5 separate regions of the Mus musculus genome follow, and regions 2, 3, 4 and 5 are each linked to region 1. A link is a contact called in public Hi-C, HiChIP or PLAC-seq and promoter capture Hi-C data. All regions are on one chromosome and are shown on one strand. Each heading gives the region's core, a stretch centred on a gene start, on an enhancer-like site or on the middle of the called end of the contact. The rest is flanking DNA. Distances are from core to core; before and after follow the strand shown.

Region 1 (2,715 bases), core at 84-2,583:
TAAAAATGCTAAAGCAACAACTTGATCCACTGAGTTATCTCTCCAGCCTCTGCTTGTATTTTTAAATCAAATACTGCAGAGTATTTTGAAAGGAAGGAGCCCAAGTGGAAAAGAATAGCGATGAATAACATTGTTGGGTAAATAATAGTACTGCTGAGTCATAATAACAGTCCTGCTGAGTCATACTAACAGTCCTGCTGAGTCATAGTAACAGTACTGCTGAGTCATGGTTCTGTGAGGTGAATAACAGTGCTTGTGAGTGAGTGATATTACTAGTGAGTGGTAGCATTGTCATAGAGATGTGAGGCCCTTTTTTATGAAAAATAAATGACAGGCAAGTAGAAAATATGTGTCAAAAGATAAAAGAGAACTGCCTACAAAAGAACACAGAACATAGACTAGACCATTCTATATCAAAACAAATGTAAAGACTAAGAGTGTAGTTCAGTAGTTGACCACTTATCTAGTATATAATGTTTGGGTTTAATCTCTGTACTACAAAAAAAAAGTATTAATATAGCCATACGCAGAGGAAAAAAAGAAAACATTTCCAGCACTATGTCTAAAATCAAATATCTGTTAGTTAAAAAGAAAAGGGAGTTGCCATGATCAGTGACATACAAAAAGCCAGGTGCTATCACTCACCACCCAGGCTCTTGGAGGACAGATAGGAGAATCCTGGCTTCCTGCCAGCCAACCTAGGCACCCGGACAAGGCCTGGGTGTCAGGGAGAGACTCTCTCTGGAAAAAACAAGGAAGGTGATCCTGAAAAGAGATTCCTGATGGACCTGTGACATATACACGCTCAGGTGTGCACACATATAGATATAAAGCCAAAACCACAAAGGAAATGTCTTCATTTTGTAAAAACACAAACGAACTAGACAGATGTCTTCCCCTAGCAATAGACAGTACCACCGTATGCAAATAAGAGCAAGATTTCCCCCTCAGGTTTTTAACCCTAGAGGATGAATTTATTTGACTGCTTCTCGAAGCAGTATGGCTGGTGACTTGTCAGGCTTCATGCAGAATGCAGTAAGGCACAGCCTTGTGACTGCAGGCTGTTTGATTTAGTCTGCACAGATATTTGAACCTTGACCTTCAACCTTTCACTGCCCACCCTCAAAGTCTCTCTGACAGGAGGAGGTCACTGCAGGGAGCCTGAACCTCCCCCCATCCCCCCACCCCCAGCAGCAGTGCATAACTACTCAGCAGGGCACGTGGACTGCAGCCTCCTGCTACAATATTTACATCCTATTCCACTGAGATGGCCCGTCTCTGCTCACATGACCCAAATGCAGTTCTCACTCCACCAAGAACAAACAGCCAGCACGCAGTCTGCGCTGGCGGCTTTGCACATGCTCCGTCTGGCCCTGTGAATCTCACTCACTCATTGAGGTTTCTATTGGTTTAAAGCGACCTTCCAGTCGCCTCAGCCGAAGCTCTGAGATCTGCAGCATTTTCCTGGCCCAGATCCAAGGCAGGCACCCCCGTGAAGGCTGTCTTATTTTAGGGTTTGGGATGTTTTGTCTGTCTGCTTGGGGGAAGGGTATATAATACTCACACGTCAGTGTTGATGGTGAATGGGATTCTGAGAGTAACACTTCCTCCCCTGCAGAAAGAGTGTTTTTTATGTCTTTGCAAAGGTAGCCTTGAAGGCGCCCGGCAGATCTAACACACACTTAATTCTACAACGGGAGCTGACGCCAACGATGCTGAAGCTGACTGACGTTGGCTGCAGTGTGTGAAATGGTGTTTTCTCCTCTCCAGAGCCCTGACTGGGTTTTTTTTGCCGTTCTGATGGTAAACGATGAGACAGGCTACCATGGATTTCAGCACCTCTTCTGTGTTTGATCAGCACAAAGGTAACACGATGTTTTACCACTCCAATGGCGAAGAGATTTCCAGTTTGTAAGGAGAAGAGGAAAGGTGTGTGTGTGTGAGTGTGTGTGTGTGTGTGTGTGTGTGTGTGTGTGTGTGTGTGTGTGTGTGTGTGTGAAAACAAACCTGGTAAGGACTTGATAAGCTTTTAGGAAAAGAAAAGAAAAAAAAAGCTTACGGGCTTTCTGTCTTGCGGATGTATTCCTAGTCCTACTCTTTGGTTTGAGACATATCAGCTACTTTAGATAGTATCATCTTTATGTCATGTCATAAAGTATGTTAGAGAAAGCAATATCAGAATGCATACCGGGCCTCTTTCAGCCCGTAAATCTCATATTTCGTCACTTCAGCCATCACGAGGCACTGTGGATTCCCCTCCAAGAGAGACCTGACCCACAGACGGGTCCTGCTGATGCCACACCTCGTTCAAGACCGTGCAGTGACTTAATACTGTATTATTTAATTGCAATGGCAGAGTGGGTTTTTTCCCCCTACCCTTCATTTGCATACAGAAAGTCATCCTTCCACGGGCCAAGTAGGCTGTGAGATTCATTGCCATCATCAGACTCACAGCCTGTCAGTCTGTGTGAGTGTGGCTTTGCATGTGCTGTGTGCCTCCACACATGTATTTGTCATCTGTGTAATTAGACCATTTTTTCTATGTACGATGGAGGGGAATTCCCACACTTTAAATACAGCAGACCTTCCCAGAGCCTTTTAATGAAACGTACGGCATCTAACCCACTCGCCGCACTAGGATTCTGCAGCTTCTCAGAGCTTGGTTAGTTTCTTTCTTTCAGCTACACTATGAAATGGTGGCTTGCGGAAGCCTCA
Region 2 (2,715 bases), core at 109-2,608, 510 kb before region 1:
TTCCTCCTGAAGGAAGCTTCCTTAAAACTCTAAGCAAGGCATGCTTATCAAGGCTCTGGAAGGAAACCAACGGAGGACCCTCGGGCAACCCCTCAGCCATGAAGAGTCACAAGGTTCCAGGCTGCAGTAACAACTGCTGGGGAGACGGGGCGCGCAGGTCTGGCAGGGTCTCTGGAGCTGGCTTATTCTCACTGCCACCCCAGTCTCCCAGGCTCACCCTCCTGCCTTTTCTCCAGCCCCAGGACACAAGGCTCTGGGGTGTCCTGGACAGGCTATGTCCCACCTGACTTCTCACTGAATTCACTTCTACACAGCCACTCAGAGACTGCGTCAGTTCACCCTTTCCCAGCTCAGCTCTTTCTCCTTCAAAGTGATCACTGCAACTTACAAACATGTCTCCTCCTCCCTCCAACTGCAAACTCTACTGGAGACAACTGTCTCCTCCTGGAGCCTTGATAAGTGAGGGTCCCTTGCTGGGCGTTTTCAGGGAGCCTCCTTCAGGCTGGGAGCAGCTCAGAGGAGATAGGTGCTCACACTCCTGCTTCTCTCCCGTCTCCTCACGCGGAGGCACACGCTTCATCGATCCACTGTGCATCAGAGCACAGGCAGTACCGAGTGACCGTTGCCTCAGATGAAACGAGTTATCTTTTACTAACAGCTTCAGCAGTCCTAAGGGCTTCCCTACCACTTCTAGCCCTGAATGACTTCCATGTTAGTATTTTTATCACTCTGCACTTGTGATTACGTCTGGAACTCTGATGTTATTTATTGAGAGAATTCATCATTCCTAAATCAATCTATAAACATAAACAAAGAGTTTTAGCCTTCTCATAAGTATTTTGTATAGTTAATTCTAAAATGCACATTTTTTACACTCTGTCATCTGAAATCTGAATGGCTCTGAGCAATGACATGTAAATTTTTAGGTGACCGTTTTTTCCTTCATAGATTGTAAAATGGTATAATTTGCAAACGCTGAGATCTCAGAAAAACAAAACAAAACATGCAGTACATCCCATTTTTCATGCCACAAAAAAACCAAAACAAACACCCCCCCCCCCCCCCCCACACACACACTGCTTCCGTTGTCCTTGAAGTGGAAAGCAGGAACCAAATCTTCCTCCCGTGCTTACACTGTGGTTTATTCATAGCCTCGCCTGTGCTCCATCCACAGACAGCAGGCTCCTAGCTTGTCGTCCATCCACGGACAGACAGACAGCAGGGTCTCCAGTGGTCAGGCATTTGTGTGTGCACATGTACACAGCAACGACTTGCCAGCCAAGGAACACTACAGCTACAGTAGAATGCGAGCTTCCTTTTTTAACCAAAGCTACTATAGTCAGGAAGCCTTGAAGCTACTAGGAACTTCTGATGGCTGGTTAACCACACTGTGTGGGGTGGGGGGTAGTGTACCATGGCTGTTATTACCTAGAAACATACGGGCTTTTAGCTAAAATAGTTTATACATGTCTGACCTTTTAAGTTAGCTGATTCTAGTAAAGCCAAAATACTTCTGGGGAGAACTACTGGAAGACTTAGAGCAAGAACAAGGCTGCAGTGACATGAGTTTGAAAGGCAAACACTAGCCGACAGGACTGTTCCTGTTGATCCGGGTGCATGGAGCCCAGGCCATTTTATGCTGGATCTAGAACTTTAAAACCCCTCAGCCTGATGTTAGGTTTCCCTAGCTTTTTCTACACGTATGGAGTACGGCTGTGAAACTCTAGGTGCTTCAAGAGTCCCCTTCTGTCTTGGAAGAGGTCGTTTTTATATTATTTATTATGATTATATTAATGTCTGGGTCTAAGCAGCTTACTATGGGTTCATCAGTTCCATAAGCCAGGCCCCTTTCCTGGAGTGCCTTACACGCCAGGCACGCCCCGTTCTTACAGCACTAAGAACACTGACAATTTATACATGTCTTTGCAGATAGTCTGCACACACACACACACACACACACACACACACACGCAATCTGCAAAGTTTCCTATCCTCACGTCTTTAATACAAAATTCCCTACAGTATTCTGTAGTCACTAGCTATTCTATCCTAGCAGGCTACATATCCATTGCAACGCGATCTAAATTCCTGGTTTCCTCACAGCACTGGGAGATCTTACAGGACGGACTGCATTTTCAGCACTTTCCTATGGGAGGAGCCAAGTGTGCTGGGACTGATATACTGTATCAGAGGTGTGTATGTGTGTAGGGGTGGGGGGCAGTCCCCAGGGGCTTTCTCCCTGTTGAGTTCATAGTTGGCTGGTCCAAGAGTGTGCCTTGGTTCAAAGACACTCTATACCGAGATGGTATTGGACATCTTGCAGTTTGAAAGTAGGATGCTTGAAAAGTGTCACTGCATAAAGAGTGGGATCAGAGTAACAAAGAAAAAACTAAGTAAAACAAAACTGTAGGCGCAGATAGAATAAAGAAGTCAGGACTCCGGGAGGACTTAGCTACCGAGGGAGGAACAATAAAAGTAGGCAGGAGGGTTGCACTGGGTCCCTCTGCAGCTACTAGACAATTAGTGCTAGCCTAATACTGCCCCAAGTGACAGGCTGTAACTCCCAAGGGCCACAGGCATGTCTCAGTGAGGGAAGCATTTTCACGATTCTTTAACCAGCTAAGCCAAGATCTCAATGGTATTTATTAAGAGGGTTTTTTCATTATTCCTAAATTAATCTACAAATATAAACCACCTAGTCTGGAATGAAACACC
Region 3 (2,715 bases), core at 90-2,589, 470 kb after region 1:
CAAGTGAAAGAAGCCAGACACACCAAGCCACAGGCTGTAAAACTTCATTTATTTGAAAATGTTCAGAACAGGCAAATTTAGAGAGACAGAAAACAGACGGCCTGAGTCTGGGAGGAGAGGCAAATGGGGGGAGGGCTGCCAACAGGGAGTGTTTCTTTTGGGAACAATGCAAATCTCCTGAAATTATAGGCAATACGAAGGACTCAGCCGAATTTATAAGCATACTAAAACAAACAAACAAACAAACAAACAAACAAACAAAGGGAGGGATCAAACACAAAGCCTTGTACCAGCATTGAGTGACTTTCCTCTGGGATACAGCCCCAGCTCTGGACCGTACATTTTAAAGGGATAGATGGTAACGTTAAGGGGGTGAGGGTGGGTGGGGGAAGGCCCATACTTTGTACTAGCAATGAATGTACAATAAAAGGCAGAGGGGATTGAACCAGGTTGCTCTGGTGTTGGTATTTAGGAAGCGGAGGCTGGAAGGTCAGGAACTCAAGGTCACCCTTAGCTACTCAGTGAGTTCGGAAACAGCCTGGATACACGTGACTCTGTGTCAAAAAAACCGCCGAAAGCACTGGTAAGGGGCCCACACTCTTATAAGCAACTCCACTGAAATGCATGGGCCACCCTCCCAAAGGGCGTGAAGGTAGAAGGGAACCAGAGGGGCGAAAAGAAAAAGATCACTAGGGAGACTGGGAGAGATGATAAAAATATACTATTAACACGTGTGGAAATGTCATAGTGGAACCCCATTACTTGCATAATCGATATACACTAATACATTTCAGTTGCTAGGGATTTAGCTCAGTTGGTAGAGTATTTGTCTAGCACACAAAGCCCTGGGTTTTGTCCTCGCCTGAAGCTTCAAGCCGGGAGGTGGAGGAAACAGAAGGTTTGGTCACTGTGCACCCACCTCAAAGATAAGGGTGATCGGTGACTCATAAAGAGCAGTCAAGGCAGTGTTTGAAAAGGTCTCTGCTTAGGAGAGACACAGACTCTGCAGAGAAAAAACAAACAAACAAAAAAACAAAAAAACCCAACTTCAGCAGCCAGGGCTCAAGGAAATCTGTCTGGAGTCAACAGCTTCAGAAATTGAACAGCCCTGTTCCACAGCTCCGAAGCTGAGCCAGAGTGGGGTGGGTGGGGGACGAGGCTGAGGGGTAAGTGGGGGGTGGGATTTGGGAGGGCAGCTTGGCAGGGAGAGGATGCAGAGTGCTCTAGGAACCGAAGCAGTGCGGGGATGTGATGCGGAGAGAATACGGGATGTGGCCCAGATCTACTTGGCATGAGCCGAGTCCAGACTGTGTTGGTTAAGATCTCAGCCCTTTACGGGAATTCCCTCTTTGAACTTCAATTAGTGTCAGAGTATTTTCATCTACAAGTAACGGAGACTGACTCCCACGGACTCAGAGACAGGGCTACCTGGGTTTGTAAGATAGAATGTTTAGAGGTGGACTGAAATGGAGAGTGAGGAGTCTCTGCCTTTATATGGTGTTTCTCTCTCTCTCTCTCTCTCTCTCTCTCTCTCTCTCTCTCTCTCTCTCTCTCTCCTTCTCTCTGAGGCATGTACCCTTGAGGCCACATGACCTAGGGCAAGCTGCTTCCTTGTCCCTTTTCTGACAAATAAGATACCTACTTCCTGTTTCTGGATGTTTCCAACACCCTTCCTGTGATGTCTCACTGACACTAATTTCTGGCTGACCCCTGCACAGAGAGGGCTGGTGGCCCAGTGTGGGGACCTTCTTTCTATACTGTGGAGTCACTCGTGGGAGCCACCACACAGTGGATCTAAGCAGAGTTAGCTGCCTGGGGCTGCCTGGGTCAGCACCTGCTTTGAGGTTTGTCTCCCGCCTGGGCATGTAAAAATAGGTCCGAGTCCAACTTCAAAGTACAGGTTACCACTGCGGCTTCCCTGACAACTGGCACCAACTTCCTAAAAAAACGATCTTAGTTAGAACTTCTTTCTGTCCTCAGACTTCCTAGATTTTCCTCACAACTACCGTACGATCTCCTCCACACCCCACACAATGAGTTGTCAGACTGGCCTTTCTCCTGACTCCCTTCTCAAAATTACTCAACTTGCGTTTCCCACCCAGCAGAAACAGGACCCTCGAAGCCACCACACAAAGAATAGAATTTCAGACAACCCTTCTCCCTTCCCCCTTCCCCCTTCCCCCTTCCCCCTTCCCCCTTCCCCCTTCCCCCTTCCCCTCCACCAGTAATTCAACAGATCTACAATCTGGCATCCATGTTTCTACTAATGAAAACTTTATCTTCTGATTATTTCAAATGCTTCCAGTGCTATAGGTTTATTCATCATCAGCCATCAACTTCTGTGGATAAGTCACACATAGGTTGTTTTATTCAGAAAAAGAAAATCACTATTGTTTCCTAAGACTCAGTCTTGCAATGTAGCCCAGACTAGTCACAAACTTGCAGCAATTTTTGGGTCTCTTCCTCCAGGGTACTAACAACATGGCTTAAAAATGCTGTGGCTCTGGGGACATAGCTCTGTGGTAGAAGGTTGCCTTGTACACAAGCAACCCCATGTTCTACCCCCAGCTCCGCTGGACCACTGGACCACTGGACCACTGGACCACTGGACTAGGCTTTGTGATATACCCTAATGCTCCATCTAATATCTAAGTGTTTAGACAGATGCTATGTGGGCCAACATTTGTGTCTTACTCTAACTCCACAGATGTTGCA
Region 4 (2,715 bases), core at 129-2,628, 350 kb before region 1:
ACACACACAAAACAAATCAATAATTTAGGGATATATCTATTGGGCTAATTGAGAAGCAAGTATAGGAAAATATATGCTTGTAATCTGTCCTTGGGTAGTCGATATACTAACTCTTAGAGTGGTTATAAAAATATACACTCTGATTACATTTGGAATTAAATTTAAAATGTCTTTACTGGGTTGTGTCAATTGAAATTATATCAAAACCCTGTCTCGAAAAAAAAAAAAAAAAAAAGAAAGAAAGAAAGAAAGAAAGAAAGAAAGAAAGAAATAAATTATATCAAAAATGTTGGCAACCAGAGAGCAGAGGCAGAGAGGCTCAAGGGCGAGTTCTGGCTGCAGAGAACTTGTTTTTACCCTTGAGGGCTGGGCATAGAGTGATTAATCATCATAGGATATCAGATATATCCCCTGTCTCATTCAATAAGAAAGAGGCCAATAGTCGAGAAAGAGATGGGGTGGAGAAAGGGTGGTATGGATGGATCAGGAACTTATTATTGCGTATGTTTCCTCAGTGTTTTGTCAAGAGCACCCAGTGCTCACCAATTCTACAGTCTACTCTTCTGACTCCATTGCACCGTTCAATCCATCTGAAGAATAGTAGTCTATGAGTTTTGACATAGATTGTGTGACACAAACACACCCAGGTACAATGTATACTGTCAACTATGCCTTTTCCTAAGTAATTCCTGCTCCTACCACACTCTCAGAGGCAATCTACAGCTATTCCTGTGAGAGTGGGTAAGCATGTTTGTGTCTTACCATTGGTTAATTTTGCCTGTCTAGGCATTTCATGTTATAATCATAAAACATGCACTCTCCTGTAGAAAAAGTTCCCTTCACTTGGCTTAGTATTTTTGAGATGTCTGATTTTGAAAAGTTGAAAAAATATCCCTTAGTCTTTGGCGATTCTTGGGTTAGCATCAGGAATGCTGGGTAATGGTGGCGCGCCTTTAAACCCAGCACTCAGGGGGCAGAGGCAGGTGGATCTCTGAGTTCAAAGTCAGCCTGGTCTACAGAGTGAGTTCCAGGACAGTCAGGGCAATACAGAACCCTGTCTCCAAAATCCAAAAATCAATCAGTCAGTCAGTCAGTCAGTCAGTCAGTCAGTCTGCCTGCCTCCTGCCTGCCTACCTGCCTATCTATTTTTTTTTTTAAACTGAAGTGGTGAGGGTAATGGGGAGAGGAGAGGAAGTGGATCCTAAGTATAGAAACTCGGGCCTCTTAATTTTCTGATGCAAAACTGAGGACTGGTTCTTGTCAAGGTCATGCAGGTTGAGCTGAAACTGGAACCCAGATCTCCTGACCCACTCTTGGAACAGTGAGCCAGGCAGCTGAGCGAGGTGGTTGTTTTGAGCCGATGCCATGTGAGACTAGAGAGTTTCGACAGAGCTTTGCTTAGAGGATGTGAAACTACACTAACCTCATGTGACAAGAGAACCTTGGAGGCCTTGGTGTGGGGCCAGGAGAGGAAGTCTGCATGGCTTCTGGTTACCAACTCCACCTCTGAACCCACTGGCCTGGGGTGACTTATGGCGAACCTTCTCATTTGCAATAAAACCAGACATGGGGCAGGGAAAGCTTTTCTACGGCAGCGTGCAGAAGGCAGGGCACTGCTAAAAAAAGGTAGGTGGGCGTGGCCTCTAAAAGGCACCTTCAGCCACATGCGTGCTCCTCCCAGAGCAGGGGGATCTGGAGCTGCAAACAAATCCCTAGGGAGGGAGAGATGCTGTGGTTACAGACACAGCCTTTGTGTCTTGTATGCATGTTCCAATTCAGCCCCAGATGACAATGACCTGGTAGTTCCTGCCTGCCAGCTGTTGGCTGGCCTCTGTGAAAGTCCCCAATGTTTGGGCCAATGCCTCGTGGGCAGGTATCCATATCATGAGGCCAACTGGCACTGTTGGCACCTTTGTTGGTCAAATGAGCACAGTGACTTGGGACAGAGGTGGCTGATCCACCCTCCCTACCAGCTGGCTGGTGGGAGCCTGTGGGCAGGTGCCCTGGGGAGAAAAGGGTTCCAGTTGCCATGGTAACTGTTCAAAAAAGGAGGTTCCCTCCTCAAGGCCAGTTTGGTGTCTTTTCTGCAGGGGAAGAAATGGATCTGTGGCAGCCAGGCCGGCCGTGTATATCAATTCGTGCCTCATCTGTTTGGAATCTTTACTTCTAATTGGACCTATTATTAGTGTCTGGGAGAGAATCTGAGGGCTGGTGGATCTGTTGAGAGATGTCATTATAGCAAAGACTAGGTCACCAGAGAAGTCCCAGAAGAATCATTCCCGTGTATACCAAGCAGAGCTGGACAAAGAATTCCAAAGGCTTTTTTTTTTTTTTTTTTTTTTTTTAAAGGCAGACTTGCAGGTTGGACGAGTTCTCTGGGCTATTCCGGGATATGGAGATTAGCACTGACTGAGGCCTTCACCCTAGATGTCCTTTGGCCAAACTGTCCTGGGCACAGGGGTGAAGGGACCCTGGTCAGCTTGCTGGGCCTGGCTAGTTTCCCACAGTGAATGCATTGTAAAGAACCAAGCATTCTCGTCGATGCTGTCTCTTCTGTAAAGGTTTCACGTATGCCTTTACCTTGGACGGACGTTTCTGGCTTTGATCAGAAAGTCCAACTCCTTCATCTTACTACTTCTGCATCTCGCTTCTGATGAAAGCCATCCTCACGCAGGTCACTGGGTTGAGGGTCAGTGATTTTTCCCACTCAGCCTT
Region 5 (2,715 bases), core at 158-2,657, 350 kb after region 1:
TGAAAGAATTTCTTTTACCGCTATAGTTTAAAAACAGTTTTCAGGACTGGCGGGATGGCTCAATACAACAGTGACGTGCTTAGTGCTCCATCCTAGGGCCAGGGTTCAGATCCCTCACGTCAGGCGGCTCACAATGCCGGTAATTCCAGCTTCAAGGGTCTGACACCCGTGACTAACCTCCAGAGGATGTGTGCAGAAACACAACGTGCATATACACAGAAATAACATCTGTTTTAAGAGTCTTTCAGGGACAACTAGTTATGATGACCCTACAGAATGAGATAAACTCTCTATATAAACTACATACACAGACACAGGACGAGAACTAATTCAAATAATACTAAACTTCTGCCTCTATCAGATTATTAGCTCTATTCTTTTAAATTTAAAAATGTTTCAGTAGATTTTATATTATTTCAAATATCCTATATTCCCCCTTATATGCACGGGCAAGACAACAGTATGTATCACTATAACCATTATTTGCTTTCTATTCAAAATATCAAAAATAATATATTTGGGGCTAAGGGGATGGCTCAGTTGATAACGTGGCTGCAATGTAAGCATGAGGGGCTTGAGTCCAGCCCAGCCCACTGTGACAAAGTCACACACATGGTCCCTGTCTATGATTCCCGCACTGAGGAAGCAAGAACAAGAGCATCCTGGGGCAGGCAGGCTGGCCAAATCAATAAGCTCTGGGTTCACTGAGAGACCTGTCTCCAAAGAACTCTTGACTCTTAATAAAATGTTCTTTAGTGTAACAATTGTCAAGGAGCTAGGTACAGTGTGTGCATAGCTGTAGCCCTAGGTATCTGGAAGCTAATTACAGTGTATCACTTGCGTTCATGGGTGAGATACCTACCTGGGCAGCATAGTGGGATGCCCCAGGCTGTCCTGCTCTATCTCATACTTACAGAAGAGATACTTGGGGCACATACCTTAAAAGTAAATGTCAATATGGAATGCCTATCAATCATTATCTAGACTATATTATAAAGAACTCAGTTACAACTGTGCTTGTTTCATATAAGAACCATCCAGTTACTTAGGCAGTTGTTCAGTTTATAAATGGTATGTGTGTTATCTCAAGTAGTGGAACATCTACAGGTTTAACCAAATTTAAGTGTCTCTGTGGCAATAAAATATAATGGAAGTTTAATACACAATTCTCATATAAAAGCAAAAGTATTCACTGTATGATTGACCAAAAAAATCCCTTAGCAGGTATTTCCTTTCTAAATATACACATAATCCCTAAAAAGAATATTATTTCTACAAAAAGCCTAAGTATTAAATTAAATATCTTCAAAGCTCTTGTAAAAAGGATTCTATCTATTCTAGTGCCCTCTCCATGGCTGCCTGCACTTCCTCAATTCTGTGACCAGGAAGAGTCAGTGCTGAGCTCCTGAGTAGGGAAACTCCCATCTCTGCATTACTCTCTCCTTGCTCAGCTACAGACGAGTGCATGTTCCCCTACAGAGGTACGAAATCAATTGCCACGGGAACTGGGAGCCCTAAGGAGTAAAGAAGGAAAGAATGTAGGCTTGTGTGTAAGGTGAATCAATGATGCTACAGCACGAGAAATGCAAATAAATGGAGGGCCAGCAATGGTCCAGCGTGGGTTAGAGTGCTCACAGCAAAAGCCTTATCTGACTTCAATCCTGGGGGCCCACATGGAGGAAGGAAAGAAGCAACGGCTACAAGTCACTCTATGTTCTCCACACATGCACTGCACTGCAGTACATGTGCAACCCCCTAACCACCCACACCTCCACACATGCGCTAAGAAGAGACTCTTCTTTAAAAGATAAATGGAACACTGCACATACCCAGGACAGCATGGGCTGCTGCCTTTACACTATGCCCATATGAAACCACTTTCTATGAGCCTCATGATTTCTACATGGCACACACTTTCTGTGCTTTCTTTTCTAAAAAAATAAACTGGAAGCCTTGGAGTCAACTATAAGTATGGTTGTAAAACATTACAAGTACTTACCTCTGTTTCCAAAGCCCTTTCCTCTTCCAAAGCCACCAGTTGTAGATGTGTTCTCTTTTTTACTAGACTCGCCAATATCTGAAAAAATTTAGTTAAACTTAATATGCAAAATTATGTCATCAAAAAATAGGGGTGAAATTAAGCTTTAGGGTTAGACGACTTTTACAGATGGTAAGAAAATAGAAAACAAACTTAAAAATAAGTTATATACTTGGAAGGTTTTCTTTAATTATCAAGTTATGATTCAAAAATAAAAATCATAAACCTACTAGTGGTAAAATGTAAATTCTACTCATTATATTTCCTTCTATCAAGAATTCACTTCATGATTCCTTTGTACTAAATCCCCCTTGCCTCAACAGACCAAAGCATTATATTCAGCCCACAGGATAATCTTCACTATTGAAAAATCTGTTCTATATTATTTTTATTGTCCTACTATTTATTTTCTAATACCTCTGTCACTTCCAAGATTCCTACTTTAAAAACATTTACACTTATTTCTGTGTGAGCTCTGTGTGAGCTCTGTGTGAGGTCTGTGTGAGCTCTGTGTGAGCTCTGTGTGAGCTCTGTGTGAGCTCTGTGTGAGCTCTGTGTGAGCTCTGTGTGAGCTCTGTGTGAGCTCTGTGTGAGCTCTGTGTGAGCTCTGTGTGAGCATGCATTTGAAGATCACAGGGTGAACTCTACCCTTCCACGATGAGCCAAGCTCAGGTTGC

The links. Promoter capture Hi-C pulls out the DNA fragments that hold promoters and counts their contacts. A called contact is a pair of places that touch in the nucleus more often than the background predicts. HiChIP or PLAC-seq counts read pairs in DNA pulled down with a chosen protein or histone mark.
Region 2: a contact with region 1 is called in an H3K4me3 HiChIP or PLAC-seq map of embryonic basal ganglia, with 8 times the contacts expected there. The contact joins the enhancer-like site here to the promoter of Ankrd55 in region 1. A contact is called at or near these places in 28 of 39 promoter capture datasets (the 3T3-L1 cell line, 3T3-L1-derived adipocytes, the C10 cell line and 18 more), 1 of 15 datasets of contacts at CTCF or cohesin (the NIH/3T3 cell line), 10 of 484 Hi-C or Micro-C datasets (B cells, CD4 T cells, bone marrow and 7 more), 12 of 115 datasets of contacts at active chromatin or transcription factors (SST interneurons, VIP interneurons, craniofacial prominence and 8 more) and 4 of 9 other capture datasets (adipose tissue, liver, macrophages and 1 more).
Region 3: a contact with region 1 is called in a promoter capture Hi-C map of pre-B cells, with 2.4 times the contacts expected there. The contact joins the enhancer-like site here to the promoter of Ankrd55 in region 1. A contact is called at or near these places in 3 of 39 promoter capture datasets (the C10 cell line, liver and pre-B cells) and 2 of 115 datasets of contacts at active chromatin or transcription factors (embryonic stem cells and microglia).
Region 4: a Hi-C map of B cells shows a contact between it and region 1, with 9 read pairs. The contact joins the enhancer-like site here to the promoter of Ankrd55 in region 1. A contact is called at or near these places in 13 of 39 promoter capture datasets (the 3T3-L1 cell line, 3T3-L1-derived adipocytes, HPC-7-derived erythroid cells and 9 more), 1 of 484 Hi-C or Micro-C datasets (B cells), 2 of 115 datasets of contacts at active chromatin or transcription factors (embryonic stem cells and microglia) and 3 of 9 other capture datasets (liver, macrophages and pancreatic islet).
Region 5: a contact with region 1 is called in a Hi-C map of bone marrow-derived macrophages, with 15 read pairs. The contact joins the enhancer-like site here to the promoter of Ankrd55 in region 1. A contact is called at or near these places in 13 of 39 promoter capture datasets (the 3T3-L1 cell line, 3T3-L1-derived adipocytes, the C10 cell line and 6 more), 1 of 15 datasets of contacts at CTCF or cohesin (the NIH/3T3 cell line), 18 of 484 Hi-C or Micro-C datasets (the BV-2 cell line, the HL-1 cell line, adipose-derived mesenchymal stem cells and 8 more), 2 of 115 datasets of contacts at active chromatin or transcription factors (both in embryonic stem cells) and 3 of 9 other capture datasets (adipose tissue, embryonic stem cells and liver).

Annotation. Positions count from the first base shown.
Region 1 is chr13:112,287,118-112,289,832 of GRCm38.p6, forward strand. Ankrd55 (ankyrin repeat domain 55) reads left to right here and starts at 1,334. Exons shown (of 11, transcript NM_029898.3): 1 at 1,334-1,865. The coding sequence starts at 1,811.
Region 2 is chr13:111,777,478-111,780,192 of GRCm38.p6, forward strand. All of the region lies in intron 1 of Map3k1 (mitogen-activated protein kinase kinase kinase 1), which reads right to left. Among named protein-coding and RNA genes, the nearest start is that of Map3k1, 30 kb to the right of the region's middle. Within about 2 kb of position 1,359, at least 97 of the 459 cell types and tissues checked have an H3K27ac peak or open chromatin away from gene starts, as enhancers often do. A contact at or near this core is called in B cells, the HPC-7 cell line, SST interneurons and 7 more, where this site is marked.
Region 3 is chr13:112,759,047-112,761,761 of GRCm38.p6, forward strand. No RefSeq gene overlaps it. Among named protein-coding and RNA genes, the nearest start is that of Gm41067, 8.2 kb to the right of the region's middle. Within about 2 kb of position 1,340, at least 79 of the 459 cell types and tissues checked have an H3K27ac peak or open chromatin away from gene starts, as enhancers often do. A contact at or near this core is called in embryonic stem cells, liver, microglia and 1 more, where this site is marked.
Region 4 is chr13:111,934,748-111,937,462 of GRCm38.p6, forward strand. No RefSeq gene overlaps it. Among named protein-coding and RNA genes, the nearest start is that of Gm15322, 59 kb to the right of the region's middle. Within about 2 kb of position 1,379, at least 164 of the 459 cell types and tissues checked have an H3K27ac peak or open chromatin away from gene starts, as enhancers often do. A contact at or near this core is called in B cells, embryonic stem cells, liver and 3 more, where this site is marked.
Region 5 is chr13:112,633,969-112,636,683 of GRCm38.p6, forward strand. It overlaps Ddx4 (DEAD box helicase 4), which reads right to left. Exons shown (of 22, transcript NM_001145885.1): 5 at 2,000-2,077. Among named protein-coding and RNA genes, the nearest start is that of Ddx4, 17 kb to the right of the region's middle. Within about 2 kb of position 1,408, at least 16 of the 459 cell types and tissues checked have an H3K27ac peak or open chromatin away from gene starts, as enhancers often do. A contact at or near this core is called in bone marrow-derived macrophages, where this site is marked.